2 separate regions of the Pelodiscus sinensis genome follow, and region 1 is linked to region 2. Evidence: chromatin contacts called from public Hi-C data. All regions are on one chromosome and are shown on one strand. The core of a region is the stretch at or near the end of the contact, and the rest is flanking DNA. Distances in the headings are between cores, read along the strand shown.

What was found. Hi-C and Micro-C count contacts between places; a contact is called where the count stands out from the background.
Region 1: a Hi-C map of blood shows a contact between it and region 2, with 7 times the contacts expected there. The contact joins the promoter of ARMC1 here to the promoter of RRS1 in region 2. A contact is called at or near these places in 2 of 5 Hi-C or Micro-C datasets (blood and an unstated tissue).

The regions. Positions count from the first base shown.
Region 1 is chr2:58,844,508-58,847,597 of ASM4963464v1, reverse strand. ARMC1 (armadillo repeat containing 1) reads right to left here and starts at 1,783. Exons shown (of 7, transcript XM_075920615.1): 1 at 1,657-1,783. MTFR1 (mitochondrial fission regulator 1) reads left to right here and starts at 1,937. Exons shown (of 8, transcript XM_075920612.1): 1 at 1,937-2,094.
Region 2 is chr2:58,342,352-58,345,569 of ASM4963464v1, reverse strand. It overlaps RRS1 (regulator of ribosome synthesis 1), which reads left to right and starts at 1,338. Exons shown (of 1, transcript XM_075920609.1): 1 at 1,338-2,700. The coding sequence starts at 1,428. The coding sequence ends at 2,480.

The DNA of each region.
Region 1 (3,090 bases), core at 534-3,033, 500 kb before region 2:
GGTCCTTCTCAGCTACAACCATTACAGAGGGATGTTAATTTTTAAACAACAGTTTGCATTTTGTTCTATTTTGGAAACATTTGTATTTTTTAGGTTTTAGAAAAGCTTGTTTTATCAGTATTAAAACTTTAAGCTAAATTTAAATTGACTTTTTAATCCAGTGTTAGCATGTTTCAAATCTTGGAAAGCTGAACACCTCTCCTCTTTTGAGAAAATGAAACCAATTATGTACTTTTGTAGGTGGTCATAATACTTTTATCTTTTTTACATGCTTTCTTGAGACATTAAATTAACAATATTGACATATAAAGTGTCACTGGCATCACCCTAAGTTAATACCCATTGAAAAGAATATGGCAGTCCACACCTCAGGACTTAAGGTGTTCTGCAATATCATATAGATATTTCTTCAATATCCACTTGACATTTTGAAAAAATTCCTTGCAACCCTGATAGTGACTATTCTTTTTAATAAAAGTTGGGATGCTGGACTAGAAAGGGATAGGTGTCTGTACCTCCTTCACTAGTCCTTCTCACTTTCTTCTGCCTCTGTCTCGGTAAGTATTACACTTTGAAAAACATTACTTTATTCATAGCTCAGTATGTTGAATTTAAGAATTCTAGCAATACTATTAAACTGCATTTTTTGTCTGAAGAGTGATGTTTGAACAGGGTAATTTACTAAATAACCAATGAAAGATGAGAGTAGGATAATTTGAAATGACAAATAGGGATGCATTTTTCAATTCAATTCAACTAAAATGGACAAAGAGAGTTGTCAGGGTTTCAGGATGAACTGTAGCTTTGATTCTCCTCCCCCCATCTTCCTCCAGAATACCTACTTAAGGTTTCAGGCTCCATCCAGCTATCATTTATCTCAGGAAAAGACCCACATCTCTCCCCTTTGGTCTGGGGCTTTAGGCTGGCAGTGCTCTACATCTTACTATGATTTCTGAAGCAGTTCTGACCAAGTTCCAGCACCTGTACTTAATCTTTTCTCAGGGGCTTCAACAATGTACACCAGTTACCAGCCAGCCTTTACAAAGCACTTACAGTCAAATCAATTTTGAGAAAACAAAAAAATCAGTAAACTGATTTAAACAAACTAAATATACCAGGAGTTATTAGCCTTATGGGGGCACAGAAGGCCACAATCTTTCCAATCCTTCCCCTGTTCCCCAAGAGTTGCTCCCCTCCCTTGGAAATAATATTTCTTAGAGGAGCTGTCACTCTCCTGCCCTCCAGTTACATAAGAACAAAAACATAAGAACGGCCATACTGGATCAGATCAAAGGTCCATCTAGCTCAGTATCCTGTCGGCCAACAGTGGCCAATATCAGATGCCCCACAGGAAAGGAACACAACAGGTAATCCTCATGTGATCCCTCTCCTGTCGTCCATTTTCCAGACAGAGGCTAGGGACACCATTCCTACCCATCCTGGCTAATAATCTATCTAGGTCTGTTGTCATTACATCATAATAACACAAGAGAGATACTTTGATGGACTTAAACAATTCTCTGATTTTTTAAACAATAAGTATCCTTCTGCCACACTGGAAACCCAAACACAGCAGCACCCAGCGCTGGAGGAGACCCAACGGCATCCCCATCCAGCGGAGGCACAGATCTCACGGGTAGACCCAGGCTGACGTACGCGGCAAGACCCGTGTGTCCGCGGGGAGCTCTGTGCCACCCTCTCTCGGGGTTTGGTTTGCCCCGGCCGCCCGCACCGGACCAGCATGTCAGCAGCCTGGACGATTTCCAATAGGGCCCGCGCGCACGCTGAACGGCCAATCAGGGCTTGCCGGGCCGCGCAGGCGACATCATCACGGGATTGGCCGTTGGCAGGCGCCCTTCAATCACTGGCGCGAACGGGGCGGGGCAGACCCGAGCTGGGCTGCTGCCGGTTAGGCCGCGGCGCTCCGTCCCACTAGTGTGTGGCAGGCTAGGTCCCGCCTCTCTCAGGCGCAGTGCTGATTGGGCAGTACCGGGCCTGTGCGGCTCGGGATTGGCTGTGCGGAGAGGGCGGAGCCTTGAGTCACTGCCCCTGAGGAGCCGGAGACCGGCGAGTGAGCGCTGAGGCCTTGGCTAGGTAGGGGGTGAGTCTGTGCTGGGCGTGGCCAGGTGTCCGCCCGGGGATCTGCTGGGGCCGGTGTGTCTCTCTCCCGGGAGCCTGATGGGCTGAGGCGCGGCGCCGGGAAGCCCCCGCGGAAGATCAGAGCCCGGTGCGGCCGGGTGAGGCGCAAGGGCGGGCAGCTGGGTTCCGAGCTCAGCCTGGTGCCGACCCGCTCCCCTCCCCGCTGTTTCTCCCCTTTCGCCGGGCTCCGCAGCCCGTGTCCTGCCCCCTCCCACGGTCCTTGGCCTGCCGGGGTCCGAGCGGGCTTCCGCCCCCAGCCCCTGGGCGAGCGGCTCCTTCAGGTCTGGCGTCCCCGGGGGAGAGTAAACTCGGAGTTAACGGGGCCTCCACTTCCGTGGCCGAGCGCATTGCCTGGGTGACGGGCGTTCACACGGGACCCTGCCCTTGCCAGTTATTGCTGGTTTCTGCCCGCCGATTGAGACCTTGTGTGAGCCTGGCGGTGTTAGTAACAGCCACGTGCAGCCTCGGGCTGCGCTCTGAAGCCTGCCTCATGTTTGCCTTTCTGATCAGCTGGTCGAGACGACAGAGTAAATATTAACTTCATATGCGGGTCTGTAGAGCCGCTGCTTCAATCATGAAATTGTTGCTCCAGCCAGCCTTAGGATGGATGGTGACCATAGGCGTGATCGGGGATGAATAACGTTTAGTACCGGCATATACGCCAGTTGACTTGTTGAATTCCTGTTGCTTCTTCGCTTACTAGTCTTGCAGCTCTTTTCCTACCCACTTCGCTGATCTCCTGAGCATTGATAGAGAGCCTCTGTGTCACTGTGCAGGTAGAGGTGGGTGCTGTGATCACTTCCAAAGAAGCCTTGCAATCTAAATCAGGTGCAAGTAGGAGATTGTAGGAACAATGAAAGAGTCTATAAGGTGCCACAGGACAACAGATTCATTGGAGCATAAGCTTTTGTGGGCAAAGACCTGCTTCATCAGATGCAAGAGATTGTAGGT
Region 2 (3,218 bases), core at 89-2,588:
GGTAATGTAGGCATACCGCACTTGCTAATGAAGCCCGGGATTTGAATTTCCCGGGCTTCATTAGCATAAGCGGGGAGCCGCCATTTTTAAATCCCCGCTGCTTCGAACCCCGTGTAGCGCGGCTACACGGGGCTCGAACTAGGTAGTTCGGACTAGGGTGCCTATTCCGAACTACCGTTACTCCTCGTGAAACGGGGTTCGAAGCAGCTGGGATTTAAAAATGGCGGCTCCCCGCTTATGCTAATGAAGCCCGGAAAATTCAAATCCCGGGCTTCATTAGCAAGTGCGGTATGCCTACATTACCCCGCTAGTTCGAACTAGCGGGATAGTGTAGACATACCCTGGGTGTTGTATGCTCTTTTCGGATCCTATGCTTTTCTTGTAATGTCTGAATACATTGACTTGTGACGCATTTGACAGCCTGTATGATAGTTTGCCACTAGAACAATCATAGCCCTGAGCTATGATTTCCAGATCACCGGGAGATATGCTACATGACTTCACGGTGGCCTTTAAGATATCTTTATAATGCTTACACTGATGAGCAATAGACCTCTTTCAATGAACAAGCTGGCTGTAGGTATCATCCATCTTTATAACATGATCAGTCCAGCAAAACTGTTCATAAGCATTGGTTCCAAGCCCATGACACTACACAGCTTCAGGACCTCCATGTTAGAACTTTTGTCCAACTGATTCACATGGACAACCTTCCTGAGGCAGCACATATATAACTGATTGAGTGTCAGTACATGACGGCAACATATGGTCCATGACTCCGAACCATATAGCAGGATAGTCAGGACAACTGCCTGATAAACTGTTACCTTCATGTGAAGTGTCACACCATGATCATTCCATAAGCGTTTGGTCAATTTTCCAAAGGCAGCACGGCCACAACAAAGGAGGCGTTGGGTATGGTCTCCCATTCACCCAACAGTGCTTGGTCCTGCCATAATGGCAGAGGACTGGACTCGATGACCTCCAGAGGTCCCTTCCAGTTTTAGTGTTCTACGATTCTAACAGGAGCCAGTATGACCAAGGGAGACTTCAGGACCCAGCATTCAAAGCTCTACCAGCTTCCCAGACTGCGGCTGGGGGACTACAACTCCAACCACGCGTCTATATTGGGAAGGCGTACTGAACGCGCAATGCACTATATTGGCCAGAATGACCATCCGTAGAGGACTACAACTCCCAGGAGGCAGTGCAGCATAGAGACCCATGGTGTTAGGCATATCAGGAGCCGATGCGTTCTGGGAGTTGTTGTTCCGGGCAGAATGGGGGGGGGGGTTATAGGCGAGCCCATTGGTCCATACGCGCATCCAGCACGCCCACGCCAGCCGGAACCTAAACCTTTAACCTTTCGTTCTACCGGGCGTAGTCGGCCGCACGTGGGCAGGTGGTTGGCCGGGTGTCTCGCGGCCATGGCGGCGCTGCGCGTGGAGGAGCTGCTTGCTCGCGCGGGGCAGGGCGAGGCGGCGTCGCCGCAGCAGCGCAGCGTGGCGGTGGAGAAGGAGCTGGAACCCGAGTTCGACCTGGGGAACCTGCTGGCGCTGGACCGGAACCCGCCGCCGTCGCTGCCGGGCGCCCAGCGCGAGAGCCGCCTGCGCGCGCTGGCCCGGGGCAACACGCAGCTGCTGGTGGCCCAGCTGTGGGCGCTGCCGGCCGAGCGCGCCGAGGGGGCGACGGGGCCGCTGGTGGCGCAGCTGCCCGAGCCCTCCTACCGCCTGCCCCGGGAGAAGCCCGTGCCGCGGCCGCGGCCGCCCACCCGCTGGGAGCAGTTCGCCCGGCTGAAGGGCATCCGGCGGCGGAAGCGCACGTCGCTGGTGTGGGACGAGGCGGCCAAGCAGTGGCGGCGGCGCTGGGGCTACGGGCGGGCCGGCGGGGACCCCGCTCGGGACTGGCTCATCGAGGTGCCTGCCGGCGGCGACCCCAACGAGGACCAGTTCGCCAAGCGGCTCCGCGACAAGCGCGAGCGGGTGGCGCGCAACGAGCTCAACCGCCTCCGCAACATCGCCCGGGGCGCCCTGCCCGGCCGCGGCCTCCACCCCACCGGCCACCAAAGCCGCGACGAGCTGGGCCGCGCCGCGCAGGTGGCCCGCGTCTCCACCGCCTCCCTAGGCCGCTTCCAGCCCCGGCTCCCCAAGGAGCCCGCCGCGCCCCCAGCCCGGGGCGGCAAGAAGCGGCACTTCGAGCCGCTGCTTGGCGACCTGGCGGCCGAGAGGAGCCGGCAGCTGGAGCTGCTGCGGGGCCTGGGCAGCAAGAAGGCGCCGCTCGACCTGACCCGCGCCGTCAACAAGCAGCTGCGCGAGGAGGACGCCGCGGCGGCGGCGGCGAACAGGGGCAAGAAGCGCGGGCAGCGGGGCAAGCGGGGCCGGCAGCGCCCGGGAGGCGGCAAGGGGCCGGCGGGCAAGGGCAGGAAAGCCGGGCCCCGACGGCAGCAGCAGCAGCGCCCGGCAGGGAGAAAGAGGAACTGAGTCCCTATGGCACCTGGAGACTGACCTCGGAGGCTCCTGGGTGCTGCCTCAGCCTGTGGGGGACACAGCTATGCGGGAGCTCCCTGGTGAGCTGGCGGGACACTGAGCTGCAGCGCAAACTAGCTGCTAAGGACCGGAGACCTGTGGTGGGTTAGGGATGCGCCAGGCTTGGGGTAGCCTTTCCCGTCCATTATTTATCAATAAAATGTGTCTTTGTGTAGCTGTTTGCTCCTCAGTGACCAGGATTGTGCATCAAAGGCATGAGGGAGAGGTGGGACTGGGATATAGTCCCTAATGACCTCCAACCATTGAGCTACCTGTTGTGGCCCCTAAGGATTGGGCTCAGAGAATAAACCACCATCCAGCCTAGCCAGAGAGAATTTGGGAAGTGGAATTCCAGATAGAGGGAGTGGAAGCAAACCCTTGACTTGGATAAGAAGAGATATGATGTAACTAAAATAATACCTGTACTCAAAATAGGTAACACTCCTTGACTAGAAGGCAGTGTTTCCCTTTCTTTGATTTGGATTATGTAGAAATTACACATCTTCACCTAGCTGTAGAGTTCTCACTTTCTAGAGAAAGATGGACCATATTTAAAAGGTGATCTGCCAAAAAAAGCTTAACTCTGTAGAACATTCTCTAGCACTCCTTAACTTAATGTGTACAGTGTTTCTACTGTTGTAACTTCTTTAGAAACAGCAGAAACATCTGGTTTCTATGGAAAGGCTGTAGAAG